Linked DNA regions of Sus scrofa: region 2 is linked to region 1. Evidence: chromatin contacts called from public promoter capture Hi-C data. All regions are on one chromosome and are shown on one strand. The core of a region is the stretch at or near the end of the contact, and the rest is flanking DNA. Distances in the headings are between cores, read along the strand shown. Region 1 holds the start of DPH6 (diphthine--ammonia ligase). Region 2 holds the start of ZNF770 (zinc finger protein 770).

Evidence for each region. Promoter capture Hi-C pulls out the DNA fragments that hold promoters and counts their contacts.
Region 2: a promoter capture Hi-C map of liver shows a contact between it and region 1, with 6 times the contacts expected there. The contact joins the promoter of ZNF770 here to the promoter of DPH6 in region 1. A contact is called at or near these places in 1 of 5 promoter capture datasets (liver) and 1 of 2 datasets of contacts at active chromatin or transcription factors (alveolar macrophages).

The regions. Positions count from the first base shown.
Region 1 is chr1:135,576,671-135,579,387 of Sscrofa11.1, reverse strand. It overlaps DPH6 (diphthine--ammonia ligase), which reads right to left and starts at 1,452. Exons shown (of 15, transcript XM_021098211.1): 1 at 1,400-1,452. The coding sequence starts at 1,422. LOC106506797 (a long non-coding RNA gene) reads left to right here. Exons shown (of 4, transcript XR_002345585.1): 1 at 1-1,290.
Region 2 is chr1:136,119,483-136,122,500 of Sscrofa11.1, reverse strand. It overlaps ZNF770 (zinc finger protein 770), which reads right to left and starts at 1,396. Exons shown (of 2, transcript XM_013993206.2): 1 at 1,291-1,396.

The DNA of each region.
Region 1 (2,717 bases), core at 203-2,702:
GCTTTTAAATAATTTGCTTTTTTATTATAAAAGTAATGCATGCACATTCAGAGTATTTAGTGCAATGGATTATACCAATCTTCCTCTCTCTTTTCCGCCAACATTTCTGAGATTTTTAGTTAGGTGTCTTAGTTTAATGGTTAAACTTTTGGCAAATTGCATGTGAATGCGAATTACTCATATCCTGGATTGCCTTTTATCCTTGTTTATCTACATTAAATAAAGTCCATAATGGTCAAAGCTTAATCATTCACTTTACAGAAGAAATTTAGTTAATAAAAATAATTCTCTTGACTCTAAAGTCTAGAATCCTAACCATGGCACTGAGGTAAAATAAACGTGAATATACTATAACTGCAGAAGGAATTAGCATGTTATATCAAGAGTTCTTAACAGGAAACACTATTGTCAGCCAGTATTAATCACCTAGGGCACAGAATAAAAACTTTCATTAAATCTTCAATGGGCTTACAAAAGAAAACACATGATTCCATGCATCACTCTATACAGATCCAAATCTCATCAAACAAATATTTAAGTAGTCTAAATTCCCTTCTGCATGTTATTTTGTTTCCTTTTGCTTGGGTTTACAGATTGAGAATGGAGACACTGAAACTGACCTTTGGTTGTGATAGAACTTTCTTTAGACACCTAAATATGATGGGTTACTATAGATTTCAAATTCCTTTCGGAATATGGGGTATGTTACCACTAGGTCACTCTAAAACAATGAGTGCCCAAAGCAACTGCAACTGGATTTGGGATAAAACGGGTAGAAGTCCCTTTATTCTTGAGCACCAAGGTAAAAATACATCCCTGTCCTAAGCAGCCCAGTCACTACTGGGATGGCAGGCGAGGGAGAGGTGGTCTTTTGTGGGAGAGGGCAGGGCTGGTGACAACCTAGGGAACAAGGCAGGGACTGCAGGGAACTAGACAAGAGGATGAAGAAGGCGAGAAAAGGGAAGGGTGACTGAGTGAGTGGCCTTAAGTAGAGCCTCTCAAACTTCACAGCCCATTACGGCTTTTAAAAATCCGACTCCGGACCGGGTCAGAGGAATTAGGCCAGGCCTCTGGCAGTGAAACCCAGGCATCAGCAGTTTTAAACTGAGGCCACTGTGAACGTAAGTTTGGGGGCCAGAAGACCAGAGGCAGTGACCAGCAGAGAGGAGGAGCGCCAGCCAGGGACCCGGGAATTAGCCGGGCCGGGGAAAGCCCGAAGGCTCCGCCTCTTCCTGCGGCCGGGAGGAGACGCCGAGAGCCCGACATGAGGCTCCTCCAGGGACAGCCGGGGTACGGCGGCGGCGGCGGCGGCGGGAGTAGCAGCGGCAGCAGCTCTAGCACCTCAGCAGGAAAGGACAAGAAACTGTCAGGGAGGAGGAAGGCACCAGTTCCGTGTTACCTGATCAGAGCCGCGACCCTCATGGTCGGCGCAGTGCGCGTGCGTGCGGCAGGGCGGGGCCTCGCCCGGGTGTCCGCTCCGCCGCCTGTCAGACAATCGGCTCTGCGGCCCCTGCGGCCGCCGCCAGGACACCTGGGTGTCCAGGATGCCCCACCTTGGCGCCTTGTCCCTGTGGCAGGGACGTCCTGGCCTAGAAAAGAAGACTGTTTAGGCGCGGTCTAACCACCTAACTGAGGGCACTGAAGCTGCCCGGGATGGGTAGGGCCCGCGTCGCAGAGCCCAGGTTGGGGATCAGGGTTTGTTTGGTAGGAGAAAGTTCCAAGTCGCTCACACTGCCAGTTGAAGCTCTTGTGGACTTGCAGAGGGAGAGGAAGTTTGTCCTTACTTTCTCAGCCTCCCACAGCACAGGACCTGCATCCTTTAGGTTTTTAGTTTTTGTCTCCTGAGTTCCCGCAGAACTACTTCTGGGGCTTCTCTCAGGATCGTTGGGCTCCCTGTGGTTTGAGTTCTTTGGTGATAAAGATGCTCAGAAGCGGATTGAAGCTCATCACCAAAGGGCAGTGGCCTTACAGAAAGAAAATCCAACTTCTAAATTGATTCACCAGGTATCCATTGAGTGTCTTTCCTGTACCCGGCAGTGTTTTAGGCTCCTGGGATACGTCTGTGAATAAAACTGGCGCTCCCATGGTGGCTCAGCCGTAAGGAGCCGGAATAGTATCCATGAGGACTTGGGTTCTATCCCTGGCCTCTCTCAGTAGGTTAAGGGCCCAGCGTTCCTGTGGCATAATGCCAACAGCTGCAGCTTGGATTAGACCGCTAACCTGGGAACTTCCTTATGTCATACCTGTGACCCTAAAAGAAAAAAAAAAAGTAAGAATTACTTCCCTCAAGGAGTTTATATTGGAGTGGGGAGAGCAGACAATGTACAGCTTAAAAAAACAAACAAAAAAAAAACAAATGCATGGTACTTTTTTTTTTTTTTAAAGTGCTGTAAGAAAAATAGAGCTTGAGAGGAATCAGGAAGGAGGCGGAAGGAGAAGTTGCCAACTTGAAAGAGGAGAGGCAGCTGCGTTGGTGTTCTCTAGGCAGAATAAAAACTAGAACCAAGGCCTTTGGTGCAGTATGTGTTTGTGGAGGAAAAAAGTCTGTGGTGGGTGTGGCTGAAGCAGAGCAGACAAGGCCCAGAGTGACTGAAAAAAAATGCACAACGTTAAAGTTGTGAGTTAAGATTTATTGGGAGCAAAATGAGGACTAAGCCTGGGAGATAACATTTCAGATGGCTCTGAGAATGTCTCTAAAGTGGTAGGGTGGAATGTTA
Region 2 (3,018 bases), core at 147-2,646, 540 kb before region 1:
GAGGCCAGCCAGGCAAAGCCATGTAATTGTCTATGGTCAGGCCTGAAAGATCACACACAGGATTTTGGCCTGGAGCAAAGCTTCTCAAGTCCTATTGTGTATTTCTTCTTCTCTTTAAAGTTTCTACGGAACACTCTTGAAAAAAAAAAAAAAATCCTGCACTAGAACAGCACACATGACAACCGTCTCTGATTTTAACAGGTAACTACTACCTACAGTTACTGTGCCAAAATGAGACTAGGGCTTATCACCTAATACCAGCACTAAGACTGGCTACTATTGTCACTTGGGTCCACACCATGTGGGAAAGCACCTACTAGAAGCCCTATATTGTTAGAACAATTGGTGATAAGCAGTGATCTCACCAGCTATTTATAAGTGACAGCTCAGGGATTCCCAAGCTCCAAGTGTGGTCCCACATGTACTTAAACACATGCATGTTAATTTGATAGAGCACCAAATGCCACTTCAACTGATTCTGTGTTCTCAAATGACTTTTTTTTTTTGTCGGTAGTATTAAAAAAATTGTCATTTTTTCCTATGTTAAAGTGAAAACGAAAAATAGTAAATCTCAACGGTTCAATCCCAAGATTACCCTAACAGCAAGATACACTGTTGTAAGACTGTAAAAACTGAGCTCAAAAAATTCCAAGGATCCGTCAGGTCTGAAAGCCTGTTGGTTTACCGCTCCTAACGAACATCATTAAAATGAAGTGAGGATGGCACAAAAATAAATGAGCAAGAAACGCAAGAACTGAGAGAAACTTAGGTAACTTTCAGATAGAGAATGATCTCTGGCGACATTTATCACAGCCTTTCCCTCTCCGTAGCTTCTTCTGCCCCACTTTCCCCAGTCGGCCCACTCTCTTGGCCCTGAACCCTGACCTTTTGTTCCCATGGGCGTCTGCAAAAGACACGGGACCCTGACAACTGGTCGTCGCCCCAATCTTCCACAACTGGTAAGCACCTAGGAATCGAGCCAGAATCCAGAGACTGGAAAATTCCACACCAGGAAAGGAAAGGCAAGGGTGAAAACTGCTTTGGCTACAGCGAGAGGGAAAATGCCACATGTGATACGATCCACTGCAGGGAAAGTATAATTTCTGTGCCTTCTTCTCAGAGATTCCTGCTCCCCAGTCTGGAGGCCGAGAAGAGGGAAAGGCAAAGGAGCTGAGGTCGTGGGGCCCCCTTTCTGGGGCCCCGGGCACCTGGGAAGGACCGAGGCAGGGCCGACCCTTTCCAGGGGTCGCTCCTTCTCACACCCGGGTTCCTGAACTCCTCCTCACGCACCTGGAGCTGGCACGGGCCCTGGTGCCGCGCATCTCAGTGCCCGGGAGCCGCGAAGGAAACGTGCGCACGTCCTCAGGCCGGCGCGGCGACGGGCTGAGTGCGCAGGCGCAGCGTCCGGGAGCCGCTCGGGGATGCGGTCCGGCTGGAAACAGCCTCCTCCGCCTCCTAGGGCCGCAGTCGCTTCTGCTTGGCCTGTGAAATTCAGGGAGAAAAGAGGTTCCAGAGGTGCGTCCCATAGTCCAGCGTCGGTTACCCCTCTCAGCACTTGAGGGAGGAAGAGAGTGGAGGGGTGAAGAAGGTTGCATTTTCCATTTAACCTTAAACCTCAGCTAGGGAAACCACCTTGCCTTGACCAGTGGGCCTCAAAGCTCTGCTGAAAATTGGTGAGCCGCTGTTTAAAGTCCACTCTTCTGTTCATTTCTAACTCAGAGGACCTGTGATAAACAGAATATCATGTATCAGTCATGTATCAGGGCCTTTCAGTGTCAACACTCTCCTGAACACAGGACAGGGGTCAGGGATCTGGGCTTTTCCGTCATGTACCTGAGCTCCACTCCCTGCTCTATCAATATCCTAAGAAAGCAGCAGACTTTCTTAGCTTCTTTTCTGAGTTGCGTTCATTTGATTTATCTTGGTTATCTTGGTTGTCTATGTTAACTAAAAAAAATATGCATAACCTAAAAGCTGAGAATTAAGTTTTAAACGGTGGACAAAACTAAGAAGTTAAGCCAGGGAGGCAGCATCAGAAGCAACCCTGAAAAAAACCTTTCCAAGGATGCGAGGGGGGAGCCAGGGCATATAGAAGTTTTGCAACAAAGGGCAGGTTGTAAGAACAAAAGATTGGTGCTAGTAACAGAAAGCCAAATATCTCAAGTTAAGAAATTTAGCGCTTTTCTTTGGGAAGATGCAAGGTCTGGGCTTGCTGAAATCATTTTTTTGATATGTGGCTCAGCTCCTTGGGGCCAGGATCCTATGTTTTCACATCCTGAGTTTCCTCAGGGCTCACTCTTAGGAGTAGTTGCATTTTGATGGCTGCTAGATGGCAGGTTCCTTTGTTTCCTTCCTGAGTTCCCTTGGGGATCACCAGCTCAGCCTTGGAGGTGGCTACCTACAGGGATGTTTGGGCAATTTTTTGTTTACTGATATAGGAGGCAATATTTTATTTCTCACCTACAAAACACAAAGCCCTGTGCTTCCTGGTTGCTTCAGTTAGCTCTAACAGATGAAATAGATGTAAAGTGCTCAGCATAATGCCCTGTGCGTATTAAGCCCACAAAGAGCTATTATCATTTATTAATTACTGTTTTATAGTAAATATAACAACCTTATGAAGTGATAAGCCCACATTTTAAAATGAGGAAAAACGAGATTGAGATGGTAAGAAGCTTAATGTCATCCAGCTGATGGAGGTGGGGTATGACCACAGGTAGTCCTGCTCTTTTAATTCTTACTACTTCCTCAGTTGTAGTTATCTCAACATTGTATGTAAACACAATTAAGGGTTAAATGTTGTAATACAGTTACAAACTAGGATGGCACGTTATTACTGAATAAGATGTTTGGGTACTGAAGGTTTTAAGTATACCCCCAAGTTATCAGAGAAGAATTTATTGTGGATTTTTGCAGGTTCTGATTGTAGCTGTTTCAGCTTAAGAGATGAGGACCTGAGAACAAGTAACAAGCACATTTTTTACACCTGTAAGTATCTTTTTACATTACTTTTCAAGG